2 separate regions of the Urocitellus parryii genome follow, and region 2 is linked to region 1. The links are chromatin contacts, called in public Hi-C maps. All regions are on one chromosome and are shown on one strand. Each heading gives the region's core, a stretch centred on a gene start, on an enhancer-like site or on the middle of the called end of the contact. The rest is flanking DNA. Distances are from core to core; before and after follow the strand shown.

Region 1 (7,710 bases), core at 3,821-6,320:
CCAGGCGAGTGTTCTACCTCTGAGCCACAACCCCAGCCCCAGGATTAATACACTTTCATGTATACTGCATAAGTGTTTCCCTTTGTAATCTAATCTCCTACTCAGCTACTTGGTACTTAATACCACAATATCAATAGTTGGTGGAATCCTCTTTAAAAAGCAAGGCTGTAGGGTGCATTGGGGACCTTACTATTTATTTCCAAAGGAAAATAAGTCTGAAAGGCATATTCTTAATTCAAAATCACAGTATTAACATCACCATGAATCTTAACATTCTGTTCCCCCAAATTTAACATCAACTCCATTCATCCCCCAATCAATCTTATCTTATATAAAATAATTCAACTCCATTACTATAAATAAAGGATTTAATATAATTAGGTAAATGAAGCCCATTCCTCCATCAATATATATACTGTAAGCATTAATTTATTATCTAAACTATTTCACTTTTTCTTAGAAAAAGATGAAATAAAATACAACATCTCTGTTTTCCTTTTTGGTTCCATAACAACAACAACAAAGTATTGTCTTAACTTTTTATGAGAAAAATATTTAAATATACTCAAGAGTAAGGAGAATAGTGTAATTAATCTCCAACTAATTATGATTCAGCTTTAAAAGTTATCTATATAAACAAAAATTTCTCAATATCAAATATCCATTCATTGTATTCATATTTCTGAAAATAGTTTGTGAAATTAAGATTCAATATGTACATATGATTTCACAACCAATGTAACTCTACATTATATACAACCTGAAGAATGATTGAGTTATACTCCAAATATGTCAAATATATTCTACTGTCATGTATAATAAGATTTTTTTAAAAAGATTCAAATAAGGTATCCATATCATAGTTTATTGGTACATTTCAATTCTTTTGTAATCCTCTCATTCTGTTGTTCTCCCCCTACCACCACCTCCATACTGGGGATTGAACGCAGGGCCTCAAGCCTCTAGGGAAGTACTCTGCCTCTAAACTATGTCCATAGTCCTTTTTTTGGAGACAGGGTCTTGCTATGTTGCTCAGCCTGTCCTTGAACCTGTGATTCTTCTGCATTAGCCTTCTGAGTAAGTCTCCTGAGTAGTTAAAATTACAGGTGTGTGCTAGAATGTCTTGTTTCTCTTTTTAATAATTTATTTGTGGTGAAAAGGGGACATTTTTCTTTATGGTTTGCAGCATTAGTAAATATGTTCCTTTGTCCTCTTACTTCCTATAAATTGTGACTAGATCTAGACAGGCTTATTTGATTTTGGTTTATTTTCTTCTTACCCAAGACTACCTCTTGGGTGAGGTTGCATTTTCCATCCAGAAGGGAAGTTCTGAAATGCCACTGACAAAGTGAAATGGCAGATGTTTTAAACACAATTGTTACAGTACAACAGACAAAAAAAAAAAAAAAAAAAAAAAAAAACCCTCAAATAATTTTTAGTGCCCACAAACTTCAGCAAGTTCTTAAACCAGAATATTGTTTCATATTAATGAAACAGGGTTGTTTTTCCATAGATTATCTTCTACACTGGTAAGTTTAATGATAACCAATCAGATAAATTTGATACAATTTTTTTAATACTGTAAAATCAACTCCACTGGACACTAGTTTACCATGTTTTAGTAGGTGGTCAGAAAGAACAATTTTGCTCAGAAAATGCTTAGTTTTGGTACAGAATTATATAAACAGTTTTTATTTTATGGATGGCTTAAGACTACAGTTCAGGGCTGGGGGTGTAGCTTAGTGGTAGAACACTTACTTAGCATATGATCCCTGGGCTGGATCCCCAGCATCACAGGGAGGAAAAACAAAAATGAAAAACTAGTCCATAGAAAGATAGACCTTCTTTTTTATAATAGGCACATTATTAAATGTGCTGTCTATAATATGACTTCTGCTTATTAATATTTTAAATGTACTAGAAAAGCTTATCAAATAATTATAACAAGAAACCTATTTTATTTGTCTTATAATCCAACTTTTACATAGTGTAGTGGTTTAAGGTGGAATAATTCTGGACTAGAAATTGTGTGTGTGGCTTTGGACTTAACAGAGGTCTCATGTTGGAATCCATCCATTTTATCCTTTTATTTTCAATGTTTGTTAAAATGAATCCTACCTTCTAGTGAAAATGTTGCCTCAGTTCAGTCTGTTAGCTAACAGACTTATTAGCAAACAGAATTTGCTCAATATTCAATGTGTTCAGTCCTATTTAGAAATGTGGCAATCAGGAAAATTATGTTGAAGTTTAACTAGAATTAATAATAAAAACAATTTTATCTAGTTCCAAAGTTGGCAAGTTTTATGATTGCAAATTTTAGCTGTAAATTATTTCCAGGAAAAAAAAATGTTTCTATAACACAGTTCTTTGAACACAAAAACTTGATACACTTGCACTACATTACAGTGCAATATAAATAAGTCTTTTGTATCTTATCTCTGGAAGCCAGACTCAAAGTAGGGATGCTTTTAACACTTGAACTAGTTACATTAGTAAAATACTTGGCAAATGTGAAGGCTAAACCAGTAAAAAAATAAATATAAGGCAGTTAAATTGGCAGCTTTGCCTACTGCTTTGGTTTGGCTTAGTGTCCCCCCAAGGTCCATGTGTTGAAGGCTCAGTTACCAGGGTGGCACTACTGGGATTTGGCAGAACATTTAGGATGTGGAGGCTTATGGGTGTAAGTGTCCTTAAGTCACTGGGGATGTGCCCTCCAAATGAGTAATGCGACTCCCTTTTATCCCTGCTTATTAGCTATAAGCTGAGCAGTTTGTTCCATGTGCTCCTGCTATGATGTACTACCTCATCAGAGGCTCAAAGCAATGGGGCTACTGGATACTGAAGTAAAACCTCTACAACCATGAGCCAAAATAAACTCCTTGTCTTCAAAAATTTATCTCAGAGTATTTTGCTATACTAACAGGAAACTAACACACCTACTAAGAACATCACTAGTAGGAGCCTGATTTATTACTGTAAACTTGAAGCACTGCCAATGGGAGAAAAGGGTTCTATAGGGTATGTTTTTTAGTAATGTACCTTTCTTTCTCTTGCCTAGCAATGAGACTATGCTGACTTCATCTGAAGAAATGCCCCTGCTTTCTCTAGATAGTGCTCTTGGTCAACTCTTCTAATTATCCGTTTTGTGTCCTCTAATACTGATAAATTATTTTTGTTTCCTTCACTGGAGTTAGTGCACTGAGGACAGGGATTGCATCTTGGTCATCTTTGTAACCTTAGGGCCAATACATTGCTTGATTCACAGTACAGGCCCATCTAGGCTTCAGCTGTCCCCTCTTCAGAGACTTCTGTGAAGAGATTTGATGATTTCTGAGATCCCTTTTCAGATGTGACATTTCATGATCAAAAGTTTATCATAAATCACCTTACAGATTTGGTTGAAAATCTATTATACTAATAAGTCTAACACCATACCAGGCTGAAAACAGGTACTCAAAAATTAGTTGAATTAATAAAGTGTCATGTGGCTATGTAGTGCATACCTCAAGGATGGAGAAAACTGTAACAAGGCAACATCTTCCTTCTCCCCTGAACTTTGTGTTATAATATTATGAGTTCTAGCCATTACCTTGATTTTGACAGTAAAAAAATGTTGTTTTACTACATTTGGTCAATTCAAATCGTACTTGAAATAAGTTGGACCTCAGTTACCACCCAGAAGTTTCCACTTTTCTTCATAATTGAATTTGATCTAAATATCACCTTTCACTAGAATAGTTCATGTGTTGAGGAGATCAAGTCTTCATTTTACTTATTTGGCAGATAGGATTAACATAAAGGTTAAGAGCTTAATTCCGTGCAAAGGACTCAAAGTTTAGAGACAGAGTCAAATGGTTCTTTTTCCACCATCCAGTACTAGTTACAAGAAATAAATGCATTCAGCCATTTGCTTATTCAATAAATATTTGAGTTTTCTAAGAGCTAGTGTGGTACTATTTCATTCTTGATTCATCCAGTCCTGGCCAGAGTACTTTTATCAGATGGACAATTTATTCGATACCAAAGAAAGGCACAGGGGAAGGACGATATAGTCCATGCAACAGTTCCATGACATTTGTGCTGTCAAATTCTGGAGCTTAGCTGTTTCTCCTTTTGGACTTTAAAGAAGCTGCTTAGGCCCTCAATGCCATGAAAGTGAGACAGGATCTTTCCATTCCCACTCCCCCAGGACCACCTGCCAACATCCTAGCCAGGCACTGCGTTTAAACTCAGAGCTCCTGAAAGGGGCTGGAATCGCCTCTCTGTGGGCTTTGCTTTCCAGAAGAGGAGTAATCAACAAGTGTCTGCTTGCCAGGGCTCCCTCCCGAATTCGGATGCTGGGAATGCTCACCTCAATCCTCAAAAGCACACTGCTTTTGATAAAATCACTGAAGAGGGACGAGACTAGTTCTGCCTAGTAAGTCTGGGGCATTTTTCTGCGATGTACTGCAAAACGCTCTCTCCTCACATCAGGGCTCACTTGGGTGGGGGTGTCGTTTACCAGAAATGAACCCTAGGAACCTGCAGAACCAGTATCCCGTTCACTCCCCCTCAGACCAGGACCCTATATTGGTGGTGACCGTGCAGCTCCCACTCGGCCTTCAGCCCCAGGCCCGACCCCTCTTGCACACCGCACCCGCGCCCGCCCCGCAGCGTCCCCAGGACCCCCTCCCCAAGTTACCATGCTGGCGGGGCGGCTGGCCGCGGTCGAGGGGCTCTCTGCGCCCCCTCTGCACCGCCCCCCTGGAGAGGGGTGCTCGGTGTCGGGTGTCTACTCCTGCCTGTCTACTGCAGCTGGGCTTAGCAGAGTTCTCGGTCGGAGAAGCGCACCAGGCAGCGGCAGTAACTGCGGGCCCGGCGTACGGCAGCCATCTTCGCGGGACAGGGGGCCAGATCCGGGCGCGCTGGAGCGGCGGCCGGGAACTCGGGCTGCGGAGGGGCGCCGGTTGCCCACCGAGGACCGTACGAGTACCAGAGCGACGGCCCTGCTGGAGACCTCAGACGCCGCTGCGGAGCTGCCCGCTCTGCTGCGGAAGCCTGCGCCGACGCACCGAGCATGCGCAGTGTCGCCTCCGCGGTCGGTGCGCGCCTCGGGCTGTCTGGCCGCTTTGCCCTAGCTAAGGGCCAGCGGGGCGTCGGCCTACTATGTGTGCGACCAGAATCCGGAGTGCTGCACTCTGTCCCCTGTGTTCGGCCCAGTGAACACCCAGGGAAATGTGAACAGACGTTAACTCAAAAAAATGTTTTCTCCTAAATTTGAGGGTAAGCCCTAATTAAGCCGTCCGGAGGAGAATCAAACCCGAGACTCCAGAAGATCGCGACACCGCCCTGGGTACTCTGTGTGTGCGCGCGCCAGAAATGCAGCCGCATTCATAGGCTGTTATGAAAATTAATCTTAAGAGCACAGACTCTTAAGACTGAGGAAAGGATGCGCTTATGTGCGCTGCAGGAGGGTAGGAAAACGGCCAAAGTGAGGAGCATCCCCCTACAGATCCCACAATGCAATGGGGGAGGCGTGCAGCTCTGGCGGAGCTGGAGTCCTGCCGAGTCGGGCTGGCGGTGCACTCTGGGATTTATAGTCCGCTACTGCACGCTGCGCGCCAGGATTTACTCACCGGCTTGCTCCACCTCTTAAAGCTCAAACACCTAATTTCACTTGAAGGGGAGGCCCACTGGTTTAGCACTACAAATCTTTATGGGTGTATGTTTTAAGAAAACATATAGGCGACATAGCCTCTTACCTTCATTTAGCAAATAAGAGTTTCTAAAGTTTCTGTAAGTGCCAGCGATTAATGGTCACCAGGATTCCAAGAACCCATATTTAGCAAGCTCACAGAATTTAAATTTCATTATTTTATTCTGAAGCACCTAGAAATGCATCTACTGCAGAGAACTGGATGCCAAAAAAACAAACAAAAAACGGGCAGGGTTTGATGAGCTACAAATAAGAAAACCCAAATGCTATATTTTAATTTTAGGATACATCTTTTGGTTGGGTGTGCTTTTATTTATACCCCAAACTAACTACCTATAAAAAAAAGTACCCCCATATTTAACAGAGGCCAACAATTTAATAGTTTTAAAAGGAGACTATAAGATTTTAAGTCTTTTAAGGAAAAATTTCCTCCCAATGACCTCTTTAAAATTGAATTTTGAAATTTAAATTGAGGAAAAAGTTTAGGATTTATAGCAGAAGAAAATGATTAAAGGGACTCTTGAATTCTAAATATCAATTTTGCAAATGAAGAATGGGATTTCAAATAGTTTGAGAACTATTGAAAAGTGTTGCATGTTTAAGGTGGTCTGGTCAATTAGCACAGATGGTTTTTGTTATTCTAGCAAGTAATTAAATAATAAAAATAAATATTTATAAAGATAAGTTGAATACCCGTTTTATTAAAATACTGTTATACTTCACAGCTATTAGTTTTCTCATTTAGATCAGTTCCACTGTATCAAATAGCCCTCATTACAGGATTGTATTTTGTCATATTGTATTTACAGGGCTGTAATTTTTCCAGAAAGTTTATTCCATTTGTGAGGTAGATTTGCCTGGACAATTAGACTAAAAACTAATCATTTTAGTTATTTTAAAAATTGTTTTTCATAGGAGTAGTATATGATTCATTAGACTCCTTGTCTCCCTATGTTTTCACTGATGATGATTTGCAATTTTCATTTGCCATATGGTTTGGCAATTGCTAAGTAAACAAAAAGGTAGATAAATGTTATACGTTTGCCCAGTAGGATGACCCTTTACCTCTTGGAAGAGGAAACCTTAGGATTCTTAACCAACTAGTAGGTTTCTTCAACAGGAGAAAGAGGAGGGATATAGTGATGAACTGGGAAATTTAAACTCAGAGAAAATCTTCAATGTGTTGAAGAGTTACTGATTTGTTAGTTAAAATTGTGTTGTTTAAGGAAGTGTGATTCCCCTGACCAGCAACATCAACACTAGAAAGCCAAGTGTAGGTCCCTCAAATTTGTTTTAAATAGCCCTCCAGGTGATTCTGGTTGCTCCTGAAAATGATTGAGAGGCTTGCAACAGTTAGGTAAATTTAAACGAGGGATCTGGAAGCAATTTCTTTTTATAAAGTGCTTCACAGCCAAGCCTTATGATTTAAGGTAAAGTCTATAATATAATTGTGAAAAAGATAATATGTTTAAAAGGCGTATGTGTTAGATGAAACATAACTAGCACAGAAAGAACGAATATTATGTAGAGGACGTGTATTAAGCCTCCCAACCTGGATAAGGAATTCAGTCTTTTAAATTAAAGGTGCTAGTATTGTAGACACTCTTAAAGATTCAAGGGAATGCTACAGTGAATTGGTTGAGTTTTTATTTTAAACATTTTTCTATTATAAAATATATATAACAAAATTTGCTGTTTTAAACATTTGGGAGGGTACAATTCAATGGCACTGGTTGCCCTCACAATGTCGTGTAACCTCAGCTTATGTATTTTAAAACCAGGAACATGTTTCAGCCGGATTACCTTTAATTAGTGGTGCTCAGAGCATGCAGCGACAGTCTCCATTTCTAAATCTTGACAGCCGATCTGTCGGTGGACTTCGGGTTCTGGGCAATCGGTCCCCGAGCTCTCAGCCTCCTCGGCGGGGCCCAGGGCGAACTGGCCGCGCTGCAGGGACGCGCAGGGCCAGCGAGGGGAGCTGCAGGGTAACTTTTCCCAGGGAAAGCGGCCGGTCG
Region 2 (7,710 bases), core at 2,204-4,703, 620 kb after region 1:
TACTATCTCATCTGCATTTTGTTTTTGTTTTTGAGACAGGGTCTCACTGTGTTACCCATGCTGGTCTTATATTCATGATTTCAGGTGATCTTTTTCCCTCAGCCTCCTAAGTAGCTGGGACTACAGGTGTGTATCTCCATGCTGGTCTCCTCTATCCACTTAATTTTTTACTAGTTTTTATACGTTTTTTAATCTTCTCAGTGATTGTGAATCATGGAACCCAGAAGACAAAGGTCTTTGAATTTTATTTTTACCTGGACTAGAAAGTGCTTTATACTAAAAGCCCTGTTTGTTTTTATGTGCCACACTGATAAATTCATAAAACTCTTTGGAAAGCAACTAGATAGCATGTATTTAAATTCTTGGACTCAATAATTCTACTCTTGATCATTGATTTTAAGGTTATAATCCAAAATTATGGGAAAGAACTATATGCCTCGAGCATCCCATAGAATGTTATTTACAACAGTAAAACTTTGGAAACAATTTAAAAGACAAACATATGAAGACATGAGTAAATGATGGAAAACTCAGTAATGGACTATTACACAGTCATTAAAATAATGGCTTTACAGACCACAGAGCAACCTGGAGAAAATGATTTATGATTTAATAAGACTAAAAAAATCATACTACAATTGTAAGCATGCAAATATGAAGAGAGACTGGATTTGGCAAACATTCTTTATACATTTTTGAATTATATTGATTTTTATGTATTTTATTTTTATATATTATATATACAATGAACATATTTTTAATAGTTAGAAAAAATAAAGATAAATAAAAAATGAAAGAGTAGAAAAGCAAATTGGATTAATTTTTCCTTTTTCCATTCTTTGTAATATGAGGTTACTTTCAAATTTTATATGTAAAATACTTAACTACATGTATAATTTGTAATTAATCGCAAAATATATATTTAAGAAGACAAAAGCTGGGCACCATGGTGTACACCTATAATCCTAGAGGCTTGGGAAGCTGAAATAAGATGATAGCATGTTCAAAGCCAGCTTCAGCAAAAGCAAGGCACTAAGCAACTCAGTGAGATCCTGACTCTAAATAAAATGAAAATAGGGCTTGGGATATGGTTCAGTGGTTGAGTGCCCCTGAGTTTAATCCCCAGTACCAAAATACAAAAAAAAAAAAAAAATTAAAATACAAAAGACCTACTTGTTTATCTTCTAATTTCTTTGAAGCCCTGCCTACCAGTTTTCAAGATCTGTACCAACATGAAAGGTACAACAGAATAAACTTCTCTTGCTAAAAGAGTTATATACTATGGATTTTTTTTTTTTTTTTTTTTGGTACTGGGAATTGAAACTCAGGGGCACTTGACCACTGAGCCACAACCGCAGCCAATTTTGTATTTTATTTAGAGTCAGAGTCTCACTGAGTTGCTTAGTGCCTCACTAAATTGCTGAGGCTAGCTTTGAACTCACAATCCTCCTGCCTTTGCCTCCAGAGCAGCTCCTACCTTTGCCTTCTGAGCACAAGGGTCTTGTGTTTAGTGCCACAAGTCACTTGACATAACTGCTCAAGTGCATAACACACAAGATACAAACCAAAATGGGCTGAATTGATTTCCTCATTGAGTAACTTGTATAGATAGCATCAAGTACCTCTTCTTCCACCTCTAAAGGTAGAAACAATATCAGTAGGGGCTAAAGGTATAGCTCAGTGGTAGAGTGCATGCTTAGCAGGGGCTAGGCCTGGGTTTTGTCCTCAGCAACCAAAAAATAAAAGAGCAACATCAGTGACTTGTTTGCTTTCTTCATTTTCAAAAAGGTATCACTATCATCACTCAGCTATGACCCATGGTGCACCCCATGGCAAGGCCTCTCTACCCTTCTCACTTATTATGATTCACCTTCTGAATAGTTTTACTTCAGAGTTATATATACCTAATACTTCGCTGCTGAAGATACAATGACCATATTTTCAAATTTCAAATAAGGCAAATTGGTTAACACCTGGCCAGTGTATTTAAAACATGAAATATAACCACTGCACAGTTCGCCTTACTTATAGAATGGCAATAAGTATCTTTAGATCCTGGCACTACCATTCACATCTCTGTAATCCCCCAAATCAACTCAAGCCTGCCTTTAAGCTGAATTCTGAACAGGGCAGTAAAATTCCTGTAACATTTTCTAAATTACATAAAACTGGAAACCCAATGAAACTGAAAATCTATGCTGCCCTGTCTTAAAGGAGAGAGAACTCAAATTCTCTCACTACACTTTCATTTTCAATTTAAATTTATTTTCCTGAAGAAAATATGTTGACTAAATATTTTACCTTAGCTATGTGAATATGGAGAGGAATTAAGAGTCTAAATTACTAAACTATATGCATATAAATTACTGTTGGCTCATCTATGATAATCAATATACTGAATCTCAATATTGATTTTGCAGAACATATAATTCAGTAACATTGTTGGAACTGAAACAAATATTAAATAATTTTGTCTAGAAAATGTGACAACAAACACTTGAGTTTGGGGGAAGCAAAACTCAATCTGAACAGGAGCTTTTTACAAAAATGTTAGAGTGAAAGTATAGGGCTGAGGGAAAACGAAAGAGCGCTTAACCCATTGAGATTGAGGGGAAAGGGAAATCTACAAAGCAGAGAAGGGCGACGGTTTGGGAAGAAGATAGCAAATTTTGAAGAGAAACCGCAATGGAAACAGAAAGCAAAGATGGACAGAGTGTAGGATTAGACAGTACAAAATGTGGAAGCTGGAGAGAGGAAAAGGATGAAGTTGCATAGAAGCTGAAACGCGAAGGGCGGAGACTATGCGAAAGGGCCTGATGGAAAAAAGTGGATAGAAACCATTTACATCCAAGACAGGAAACGGAGCTGGGAATGTAAAGATTAGGATCCAGGATTCCGAATAGGAAGGAGGCAGGGCGAGAATAACGGGTCTGGGGAAAACGGGTAGGATGAGGATGAAGGTGGAGAGATGTTGAGTGGGCGAAAGGAAGGAGGCTATGGGAGGTCAGGGATGAGCTGAGCAGAGACACGAGTATGGTGTGAGAGAAGGAACTAGGGTGAGGACCTAACAGGAGCTTGGGAGTAGGGTGTGGTGAACTGATTTAGAGGAAGAGGGGGAAGGTTTGAAGGAACAGAGCAGTACGAACGCAACTAAGGGGATGAGAACGAAAAAGAGATCAGTGCAAAAACTGACGACAGGGATGGAGGGGTGGCAAAGGATACGGGAGAGCGGATGAGGCTGTGTAGAAGAGAACAACAGAGTTGCAGTGAAGAGAGAATTCGGGGCAGAGGACGGGTTTGACGCGGGTGGAGAATGGAGGGGCACTAAATGGGAACCCATCTAGGTATTCGGAAGGCGGGGATAGGTGGGGGTGGGCACACAAGTCCTCACCGTGGGGTCCTTAAAGGACGTGCCCGGGAGAAAGGGCAGGCCATGCACAGGGTTAGACACCATCGCTGCCGGTGTGGCCGCGGCCAGCTGGGTCAAGCTTTGTCGTTCCCGGTTGCCCCGGCGACAAGCAGCGTCCTCCGGCCGGGGCAAGCTCCATGGTAACGCCAAACAGAGCTCCCTCCAGCGAAGGTGGGCGGGACCTGAAGCGCGGACTTGACAGGTCTGCGCGTGCGCCGCTCGGGGCACTCCGCGTTCTCGCGGTAATGTGAACTGGGACTGTAGGGTGGGGTCGGTGGGCCTAGAGGAGGTCGCCCCGCCCCTTCTGCTTCACCCCGCCCATCCTCCTCCCAGGCGCCCACAAGTTGCAATGTGGAAGCTGATGGCTGGGTGGGAAGAGATGGGTACAGTTAGGCAAGCGTTGGCTGGTGCAGCGAAGTCTAGGGTCGAAGCACGTCTTTATATAAACTGCAGAGGAAGGGACGGACGTTCCTTCCTTCCCTCCACCCCAATCGTCGCCAAGCTCGTACCATGAGTTCAGGCGCTCTTTTCTCCCTACTCTGGGAAAGGGCTGCTGTCCAGATTCACACAGAAGTGTAAATGGTTGGTCCGAGTGAACGGTGTTAATTACCCCAAACTCCTGCTTCTTGAGCGCGGGGGCTGTGGATTATTCATAGTTGCATTTCTGTTACTCAGGGACGGCCAATGAACTAAGAGAGCCATCTCATCCCTATCTTCCACTGCTGCATTATTATTATTTTAACCCCCTCAGCTTTCTTCATTCTGCTGTCAGTTCCTGACTCTCAGCGTACTTTCCATTCTTTCAGGCCCGATCTTACATATTTGCTGTAGGTAGGTCTCAGTGCACTAGGATAGTGCCGAAAATTGAACTGAAAAGATCTCTCAATTTCTGGTTTATAACTGCAGGAGCAATGAATAGATGGGAACCACAGCGGGGAATGCAGTTCCTTCAAAGAGAAAGACTGAGTTCTGAGCATAAGCAAGTAAATTGAATGAGGGAATATATTTTCTTCATCATAGATATTTTTGTATTTAGTACTTTTTTTTTTACAAAACTTCTTTAGATTATTTTTCTTTAAAAGAAATGTAATCCTATTCCCAAAACATTCCAGGAAAAAATAAAGATACATTCACACTGAGGAGCTTAAAAATAAAAATAAGCAAACATATTTCAGGTGCCCAGAGATTTGGATTCAGTAGGTCTATAATGGAGCTCAAGAGTCTGGTTTTTATAACAGGTGTTTCTGACCAGTCAATTTAGGAACATGACAGAATAGTAAGACTGACAGGGAAGGCATATCTCGGGGTCATTAGTTTACTGCTAATACAGACAGCAGCTTTACTTTTATTGCTGCTTGTCAGAGCAAATCCTGTTGGTGTTCATCCTGTTGGTTTTCACTGATTGGTGTGAAGCACAGGGGACCCAGAACATAAATTCACTAAGTGGCAACTAAAATAGTTATTGGTACCCGGCCCAAAAAGCTTCTTTATTACTAACTCTTCCTTTCCTGTTTCCTGTTCTTGACTTTTTTTCTTTAACTCCTTTATCCTTTTCTGTTGGTACAATGTTAACTTAATGAAAGGAGTTTTAAAGATTTAGAAAAAATTTCCATGAAGGCTGGGGTTGTGGCTCAGCGGTAGAGCGCTTGCCTCGCATGTGTGAGACCCTGGGTTTAAGCACCACATAAAAATAATAAGTGAAATAAATGTATTGTGTCCAACTACAACTAAAAAATAAATATTTTTTAAAAAATTTCCATGAATTGATTTGCATTCCTAAAATTATTGAAAACTTCAGACATACCTGTTTATTGCATTTTATCTTGGCCACTGACCTAAGATGGACACCAACTAATAGGAGAATTATTCAAGATGGCAAGTTCAACCTTTCAAAATGAAAGTGCCCTGTCCCACTTCTCTCTACCTCATTGATGCTGAACACCCGGATTCACTGCTAACTAATTTTCACTGATTCTTCATGATAATCTTAAACTTAAGTTATATGATCCCTCCCTCCCAGTTCTCTTAATAAAAATAAATTCCCTGGCATGAGGATACACTTAGAAATATCCTTCTTACCTAACTGCATGGTTATACTTAGATATATATTCCCTGGGTTGGATAGGGAAGGAACTTGTGGGACTGGAGGGTGAGTCATACCTAAGTCCATTGTTCATTATTGCATCTGTTTCTATTTGAGGAGTGCCTTCTGACAGGTACCTATCTATTTCAGAAAAAAAAAAAAAAAGCTAGCTACATAGTTAATGGAGTGTGTTTTAACTACATTTGAACTCCAGAAGTGCATAGGTGAAGAAAACTTCTGTTATTCTGTGGCTTCATAAAAATGCCATCCCCTTTGAGAAGGGTAAACCAGGTAATGTTGCTACTATAGTTTGAATATGGTTTCTCTGCTCTGAAACTCATGTTGAAATTTGCCATTGTAGCAGTATTGGAAGGTGGAACCTTTAAGAGGTAATTAGGTCAAAAGGGCTTTGCCCTCATGAATAAATTAATGCCTTTCTCTCATGACTGAGGTTTCACTCTCATAGGATTGAATTGGTTATCACAAGGACTGTGATAAAATGAGAGTGCCTCTCATGCTTGTTTCTTCTGCTTGTCCTTTGTTTTTCCAAATGCCAGGAAGTAGCCTAGGCCCTCACCAGATACTTGAACGATGCTCTTGGACTTCCCAGTCTCTAGAATGATGAATCACCAAAAAAAAAAAAAAAAAAAAAAGAACTTTTTATTTATTTATTTATTTATGGTAAAATAGGGCTCGGTAAATATAGCTCAGTGGAAGCATATTCAAAGCCCTGGGTTCAATTCCCTGTACCTAAAAATAAAAATAAAAATGGATCTCATTTCTCCAAAACATGACCACTGAGCACACATTTCACTTCAGCCTGTACCCACATTTCCTACTTTGTGGAATTGAAGAAAGCATTAAGAATCACCCCTGGCAGCTAAAGTAAAAAGTGCCATGGTTTGGAAGGTCATTGCATAAAGCCTGGACTCAGAAGAATACAGAGACATTGCATGATTTTAACAGGTGTTCCAAAGCATGAAGAATGGGAAAAAATTGAAAGGTCAGGCTACCAGCAGCCAAGCCTAAAAGAGAGCCTCATTCCATAAGGTGTCTACCAGGGAATCCTGATGGGAGATGTCCTGATGGGACAGGCCATGATTAGTCACCTAAAATAAGAGCAGTCACCTCTTCATATATTTTTCCCAGAACTGGCATCACCCAGAATTTGTTTTCAATCCTATGATGTTCTTACTCTGCACTACCTGAATTCACAGGACAAATACCATATGGCTGTCTTTGTGTCCTGGATTATTTCTGCAGTCATTTTGGTGTTCCACTTCCCTCTGCTGGGTAAAAGTGGTATAGCATGATTTCTGGGGCAGGATTGATGTGGAGACAAGAGTTACACAACTGCAGGTTTGCAAGTACTGGGGTATGTGTGGAGAGTGTGTGAATTTGAGAATGAGATGGCCAGGGGAATGTCCTTCAGTCAAAGTACTCTCTAACATTCATTTCCGCCATTCCCTGGACTCTGGAATCTCTTATCTTAAAAGGGGGCTAGTCAACTACTTTGATCTTTGCAAACCATGGGGAAAGGGGAGAAAACATCTAGTCATTTTAAAATAGATTCTGAGGCAGATTTAGAGCCCACAGGAAATCTTCATTTGACACAAAATCATACCATTTGAGGTTTAGGCTATTTTAGTTTTGCTGTGACCTCTTGGCTGGGATTTGAGGGAAACTTGTATTTCTGCAGCTTTTCAATCCCCTAAATCAAACCCATTTGATGGATTTACTAATTCAATTGAGATTCCCTTTTCTCTTTGAAGTTTGTGTGTTACACATCACACAGAATGTAAGCTTCTTAAGGAGATTTTTAATGCCATTTTCCTAGCTCATAGATACCCATTAAAATGGCAAGTCATTGATGAATGATGACTTAGAAATCACCATAAAGAATTTTTCAAACTTATTTTTCAAAAATCCCCTTAGTAGTTCTTAAAATCAACTTAATAGATTATGACCACAACCAGATTTTTTTTTAATACTAGGGATTGAACCTAGGGGAGTTTAATTAGTGCACCACATCCCCAGTCTTTTGTTATTTTTAATTTTGAGACATGGTCTTGCTAAGTTGTTTAGAGCGTTGCTAAGTTGCTGAGGCTGGCTTTGAATCTGCAATCCTCTGGCCTCAGCTTCCCAAACTGCTGGAATTACAAATATAGCCATGGTGCCTGACTCACATTTTTTTTTTTTAAAGGAATGTTGTATGAGT

The links. Hi-C and Micro-C count contacts between places; a contact is called where the count stands out from the background.
Region 2: a contact with region 1 is called in a Hi-C map of liver, with 6 times the contacts expected there. The contact joins the promoter of Efhc1 here to the promoter of Fbxo9 in region 1. A contact is called at or near these places in 2 of 2 Hi-C or Micro-C datasets (liver and muscle).

What each region holds. Positions count from the first base shown.
Region 1 is chr8:98,720,898-98,728,607 of mUroPar1.hap1, forward strand. Fbxo9 (F-box protein 9) reads right to left here and starts at 5,071. Exons shown (of 13, transcript XM_077801748.1): 1 at 4,682-5,071. The coding sequence starts at 4,684.
Region 2 is chr8:99,338,667-99,346,376 of mUroPar1.hap1, forward strand. Efhc1 (EF-hand domain containing 1) reads right to left here and starts at 3,454. Exons shown (of 12, transcript XM_026400897.2): 1 at 3,392-3,454. The coding sequence starts at 3,454.